2 separate regions of the Pan troglodytes genome follow, and region 1 is linked to region 2. A link is a contact called in public Hi-C data. All regions are on one chromosome and are shown on one strand. The core of a region is the stretch at or near the end of the contact, and the rest is flanking DNA. Distances in the headings are between cores, read along the strand shown. Region 1 holds the start of NTRK3 (neurotrophic receptor tyrosine kinase 3). Region 2 has its middle 490 kb from the start of NTRK3.

Region 1 (2,700 bases), core at 183-2,682, 490 kb after region 2:
ATGCCTTCCTCCAGACCTTGGCCAGGACCTCAGCACAAACCCTTCTCAGCTGCCTACCCGTTGCTGAGGGTCCCCAAGGGCTGGAAGCCTTGGGGGAAAAGAGGTGAGAATTATCCTCTGAGCAATTCCAGTACGGTCCACACCCTTCTCCAGGGTGGTAGGTTAGGAAGGGGTCACCTGGCCGAGGTCAACGAAAGAAAAGAGGAGCAGACTCTCCGGTCCCCAGCCCTCGATCTGTCCTCTCCTTTGCGTCTGCTGCCATCCCCACCAAAGAAAAATAGCAAGGAGAAAAGAGCAGGCCAGCACTGGTCTCCCTCGGAGGGGGCAGAACCAAGCAAAAGCCAGCCAGAGTTGAATGTTCCAAATGAACCGATCCGCACGATCACACAAGAAACCCCTCTCCTCAAAACACACGCCCTCTCCTCTCCCTGCTCCATCCTGACTCGGAATTATTCCGAGCAGTTATCAAAGCCCAAACTGGGAAGGGATCTGTAGGCGCCCAGATGCAGATGAGGGTGGCAAAGGGGGTGTCTCGGAAATGCCCAAAATGGGGCTGGAGAGGGCGGGCTGCAGGAGGGGAAGGGAAGAGGTAGGCGTCCATGACGGCCTCCACACGTCCAAAGTCTCCCCGCGAGCAGCCAGCTCGCAACTTGTTTACTTGTCAGCATGTTTTACTGTTTCCAAATGGAAATAGTTAAACACCTCGGCTGGATCGCGAGCAGTCCCTATCTGTCACCTTCCCTGCCGGCTAAGCGCTGTCGCCGCTGCCACCGCTGCTGCCGCCTCTGCCAAAGAATCGAACCTCGTCTACTTTATTCCACTTGAGCGTGGCCAAACTGTTGCTATTTAGTGGGGAGCAAAAAAAACAATTTGCACCATCGAAACGAGCCAGCAACTGGTTGGGGGGCGGGCGGTAGCTGGGCCCCGCGTGCCCTCGGCGGCCAGGGTCCTCTCCGGGGAGAGGCACACACACGCATCGCCGGATCGCGCCTCGCCAGGGCCGGAGTCACCTGGAATGCGCAGCCGGAGAGCATCTCCCGAGCCAGAGCGAGCCTGACGCGCGCCCAGCGGGCGGCGGGCAGCGGCGAGCTGGGGCGGGCGGAGGGCCGGCTCCCGGCCGCGGGCGGGCAGGAGGGAGACGCGGAGCGCGGGGGAGGCAGGCTGGGGAGCGGCCGCCTGACTTACATGGAAGTGATATTCCTTGAGATGTCCGTGATGTTGATGCTGGCGTTCCCATTGCTGTTCCCTGAATCCTGCCCTTCCAGGAGGGGGAAGAGGTTCCCATCGTCCGGCCGCCGGCAATTGATCTCAGTCTTGCTGCAGACACAATTTGCAGGGCAAGCCAGCACGGAGCCCACATAGTCCAGCCAGACGCTTCCCAGCAAGAAAATCCGCCAGAAACTACACTTGGCTGGGCAAAGAGAGACATCCATCTCCGATCGCTGCTTCTAAAAAAGAGGAGGAGGAGAGGAGAGGGGGGTGGGGTGGGGGGAGTGGGGAGAGCAGGGGGGGAAGGAAACAAAGACGGCGAGGGAGGGGAGAAGGGGGAGGGGGGGCCTCTGCCTTTGAAACGCCGAGTGATCAGATGCAAAATCCTTCAGCGTCTGAAACCATCGCGGCCGCCGCCGCCGCCGCCGCCGCCGCCGCCGCCGCCGCCGCCGCCGGGTGGGAGCCGCGAGGAGCGCCTAGTGGCGCGGTCTGCCGGGCATGGTGGCCGGCTCGGCGATCGCTGACTCGCCGGGTCCGGGGGCTCTGGAAGCGAGGCGCGCTCTCCGACTCCGAGACTTTGCAGGGTTGCAACAGACGGTGGGGAGGCAAAAAAAAAAAAAAAAAAGGAAAAGGAAAAAATGGTGCTAAAGTCACCAAGTCCCACCTACTGGGCAGAATTAAAACGGACACACCACACACCTGCAAAACACACACACTCACACACTCTCACACATACACACACCCGGAGCCCGATGAAAGGAAGAGAAGGAAGATGCAGTAGGAGCTGCAGCAGCCGCCGCGAATGGCTCGCCGCGCGGCTGCAGAAATGTACAAGTGCTCCGAGCCTTACGAAACGCACGGGTTATCGGAGCGTCTTCCTCGGCTCCCTCCCTCCCTTCCTCCCTCCCTCCTCCCCTCCCTCGTCGCGGCCTCCTCCCCCCGCCCCCCGCCCGGGCTGGGAGCGGCAGGAGAGCGGAATCTCCCCCTCCCTCCCCTCCCCACACCCGTCTCTCTCCCCGCCCGTCCTCTCCCTCCTCCCCACCCACCCACCCACCCACTCGCCGGCTCGCGGCTGTAGCCGGCACCGCCACCCGCAGCCTCGCGGCAGCCCGCCCGCTCCACGCCTCGCAGCGCGGCGCCCGCTAGCCGCAGCCCGGGGGAAACCGAGACCGAAGGGAAAAAGTTGCAGTTGAGATTGCGAGGGTCGGGGCTGGGGAGGGAGAGTTGGCGAGCTGGCTGCACGACACGGAAAGGCGCTCTCCTTTCCACTTTTTGGCCCTCGCGCTACCCGGTTTTGCTGCAATCCGGACCGCGGTAGGAAGTGAAATGAACGTGGCGGAGGTGATTGGGGAGTGCTCCCAAGCCTTGGGTGGGGGGCGCTCCCAAGCCTGGGTGGGTGGGGGGCGCAGGCTCACGGACGGCGACGGGGGGTGCCGGAGCGCACAGACACCCCAGAGAAGCACCCAGAGCCGGGGACCGGGACCGCAGACG
Region 2 (2,793 bases), core at 29-2,528:
TCATGCACCTTCTATATCCTATATCCCCATGGTGCTGTGCACAAAACAAGTGCTTAATAAAGACGGTTGATGAATTGACTGACTTTGCTCCTCCTACTCTGCTATTCCCTGGCTTCAGATTCCATTTATAACCTCACTCATTTATCTTAAGAAATATCCACCTTTGATCTTGGGCCATGGTGGGCAAAGCAGAGTGTGGTCCACTCTCAAGACAAGGCAAGAGAAATCCAAAGTGTGGACCAGGTAATAATGAATAAGAAGTATATATATATATGGTCCATACGCAGAAAAAAAATCATGTCTTCAAATAAGCAGATTGGCTTCTGCTAGACACGCAAGGAGCTTGATTGAGGCTAAAAAATTAGGTTTTTTTTAAACCAAGTTGATATTCAGAACATTCAAACTGGTGATTAATAAGATAGCCTCTTCGTGCTTCTTTAATTGAATGAAACTTTGACAAAATATTGTTTTCATTCACTCATTATGACTCAATGAATACATTTTCGAATTAGCTTTATTGCCTTTAAAGCGCTGACTTAAGGCATTCTGGTGCACTGAGCATGGGTTCTTTTGCAGAATATATTCTTAATTAACAGTTTGCTACTGATCTGACACGGGTCTCACCTGCCCTTGTGAGGATGGAATTTAATTTTTTTCTTCTTGATTGGCCTTGCCATTCACAGAACGTGTCGTCGTTAGAGAAGGAATTCCATTTAAAATTCAGATCAGGTCCTCCTGCATGTCAGCCAGCATTCCCTCTCCAAACATAAGTAAAGGAGGGAGGGCCTGCTACTCACAGGGCTGCTTTGCACTAGGAAAATACTTTATACAACCCCTTTCCCACATGGCAGCACTTTCCACAGTGAGTACTACAGAGACTCTGTATCGTGAACATCATGACCGGTGTCACAAGACCCAGGAACAGCCCGGGCTCCAGCACGCAGAATCTCTCTTGGAGACTCCCTGGGTCAAGTCTGTAGTCTCTTCCCCACTGACTCATGCAATCAAGGACCTGAAATAATGGAGATAGGAGGAGACCTTGGGGGAAGGATGACCTGAAGAAACCAGGCCTTTACTCTACTATCCTTGAGGGATTGTTCAGTTCACTGTATCCTTTCACGAAAGTCTGGAGAGGCGGAAAGACTCAGAACTAGCTGGAGACAATGCCGGAAGAGGATCCCAGATGTCCTCAGTTTGAGCAGCCAAAGATACTGTGAGCTAGAGATATCAGCAGTTAAGGGAGTGCAAAACAACACAGGAAACCTGTCTTCTGTCTCCTCTCTCCCGTGCTTTCTTTAAGCACATATTACAATGCAGAGCCTAAAAGCTGCCAGTCTCCCTTAGCGCAGCCTGTAATCCTATTAAAACGGATTATTTCATTGTCCTGGGCTATCAGATCTTGCTAAGAACTCATTTAGGTCAACCTTTTAGGAAGTTTACACACATGGAAAAAAATAATGTTAAATAAGCCACTTGCCATGTTTCTCAAAAAGAGCTGAGCTGGGCAGGCTTGACTGTGTACAGCCCTGTGTCTTTTTCATGGTCTCCTTAAAGCATCATGCAAGTTTGGGCTTTGTTGGCCTCTTTGACTCCTCAGCTCTAGCAGCAGACGCAGGGACCTGGCACAAGAGTCAGAGCCTAGTAATTTCCATGGAAATGACTGGAATGTTAAACCCACTTTAATCACCTCTGCTTGCTGGCAACCTCACTCTGAATTCCTTTAGTCAATGCAAACTCTAAGGCACAGAGAGGAGTAAGAGAATAGAGCAGTATGACTGTGGGTGCCCAGTCGGAAGTCAAGAGTTCCTTTCTACTGGGCTTCTGAGTAGCCAGGGGCCCAGAATGATTCATGCTCAGTTTGACATTTAATGTCTCAAGGCTTAACTCACTTCCCCTGTCTCCTCACTTTGCCATGCTCATTTCAAATAATGGCATCAGCAATCATCCTTGCCCAAACTAAAGCTCTGGAAGCACTGTCTACTCCTTCTTTATCCCCATAATCCTCAGTCTTGTTCATGTCAGCTCAGGTTTCTCCACTTCTTCCAGACGCTCCTGTAGTAGGTGACTTCTGATATAGCTCCCAGTGGTCTCCCCTCTGGTGTCTGCACCCTAGTGCAGTCCCCTTGTGTAACGTCCTGAGCATGGGCTGGACCTGGAGATTTCCAAGCAATAGACCACGGCAAACACAGTGGGATGCCACTTCTGTTATCAGGTTACAAAATTCTGAGACTTCCATCTTACTCACATTCTCTTTCTGGCTCTGTTTGTTCTGATAGAGAGAGCTACCTGGTAAAGGACAGAGTGACCTCCAGCTAACAGCCAGTAAGAAACTGAGTCCTGCCAACAACCCCTGAGAGTCTTTGCAAAAGGATCCTGACCCAGTTGAACTTCCAGATAACAGGAGCCCTGGTCATCACCTTAACTACAGCTGGGGAGAAACCTCAAATCAGAGGACCCAGCTAAGCTATGCCCAGATTCCTGACCCACAGAAACTGAGATACTAAACGTGTTGCTTAAAGCAACTAATTTTGGGGTAACTGTTATGCAGCTACAGAAAACTGATATACCTTCCTATCCCATCTTCTACTCCAGCCCTCATTTTTATTCTTCTTGGTCTAACGAACTCTAAAAAGTCACTCAGCTGGTTTCCTTTCTCCCTTGTACTTCCCTCCCCAAACTATCATCTCCAATGTTATTGTATTATCTTCCTAAAAAAGACAAAATCAAGCTGTCACTAAAGGGTGAAGCTCTAGGTTATCAACTCTCATTGCAACCAAATTAACTTCACTTCTA

What was found. A called contact is a pair of places that touch in the nucleus more often than the background predicts.
Region 1: a Hi-C map of stem cell-derived neural progenitor cells shows a contact between it and region 2, with 2.9 times the contacts expected there. The contact joins the promoter of NTRK3 here to the enhancer-like site in region 2. A contact is called at or near these places in 1 of 7 Hi-C or Micro-C datasets (stem cell-derived neural progenitor cells) and 1 of 1 datasets of contacts at active chromatin or transcription factors (stem cell-derived excitatory neurons).

Annotation. Positions count from the first base shown.
Region 1 is chr16:80,048,784-80,051,483 of NHGRI_mPanTro3-v2.0_pri, forward strand. NTRK3 (neurotrophic receptor tyrosine kinase 3) reads right to left here and starts at 1,433. Exons shown (of 17, transcript NM_001034123.1): 1 at 1,186-1,433. The coding sequence starts at 1,433. LOC134808576 (5E5 antigen-like) reads right to left here. Exons shown (of 4, transcript XM_063795453.1): 1 at 2,625-2,700; 2 at 2,268-2,419; 3 at 1,952-2,164; 4 at 1,582-1,784. The coding sequence ends at 1,582. The region is part of intron 1 of LOC107968414 (a long non-coding RNA gene); the gene reads left to right.
Region 2 is chr16:79,556,068-79,558,860 of NHGRI_mPanTro3-v2.0_pri, forward strand. No RefSeq gene overlaps it. Among named protein-coding and RNA genes, the nearest start is that of NTRK3, 490 kb to the right of the region's middle. Within about 2 kb of position 1,279, at least 3 of the 24 cell types and tissues checked have an H3K27ac peak or open chromatin away from gene starts, as enhancers often do. A contact at or near this core is called in stem cell-derived neural progenitor cells, where this site is marked.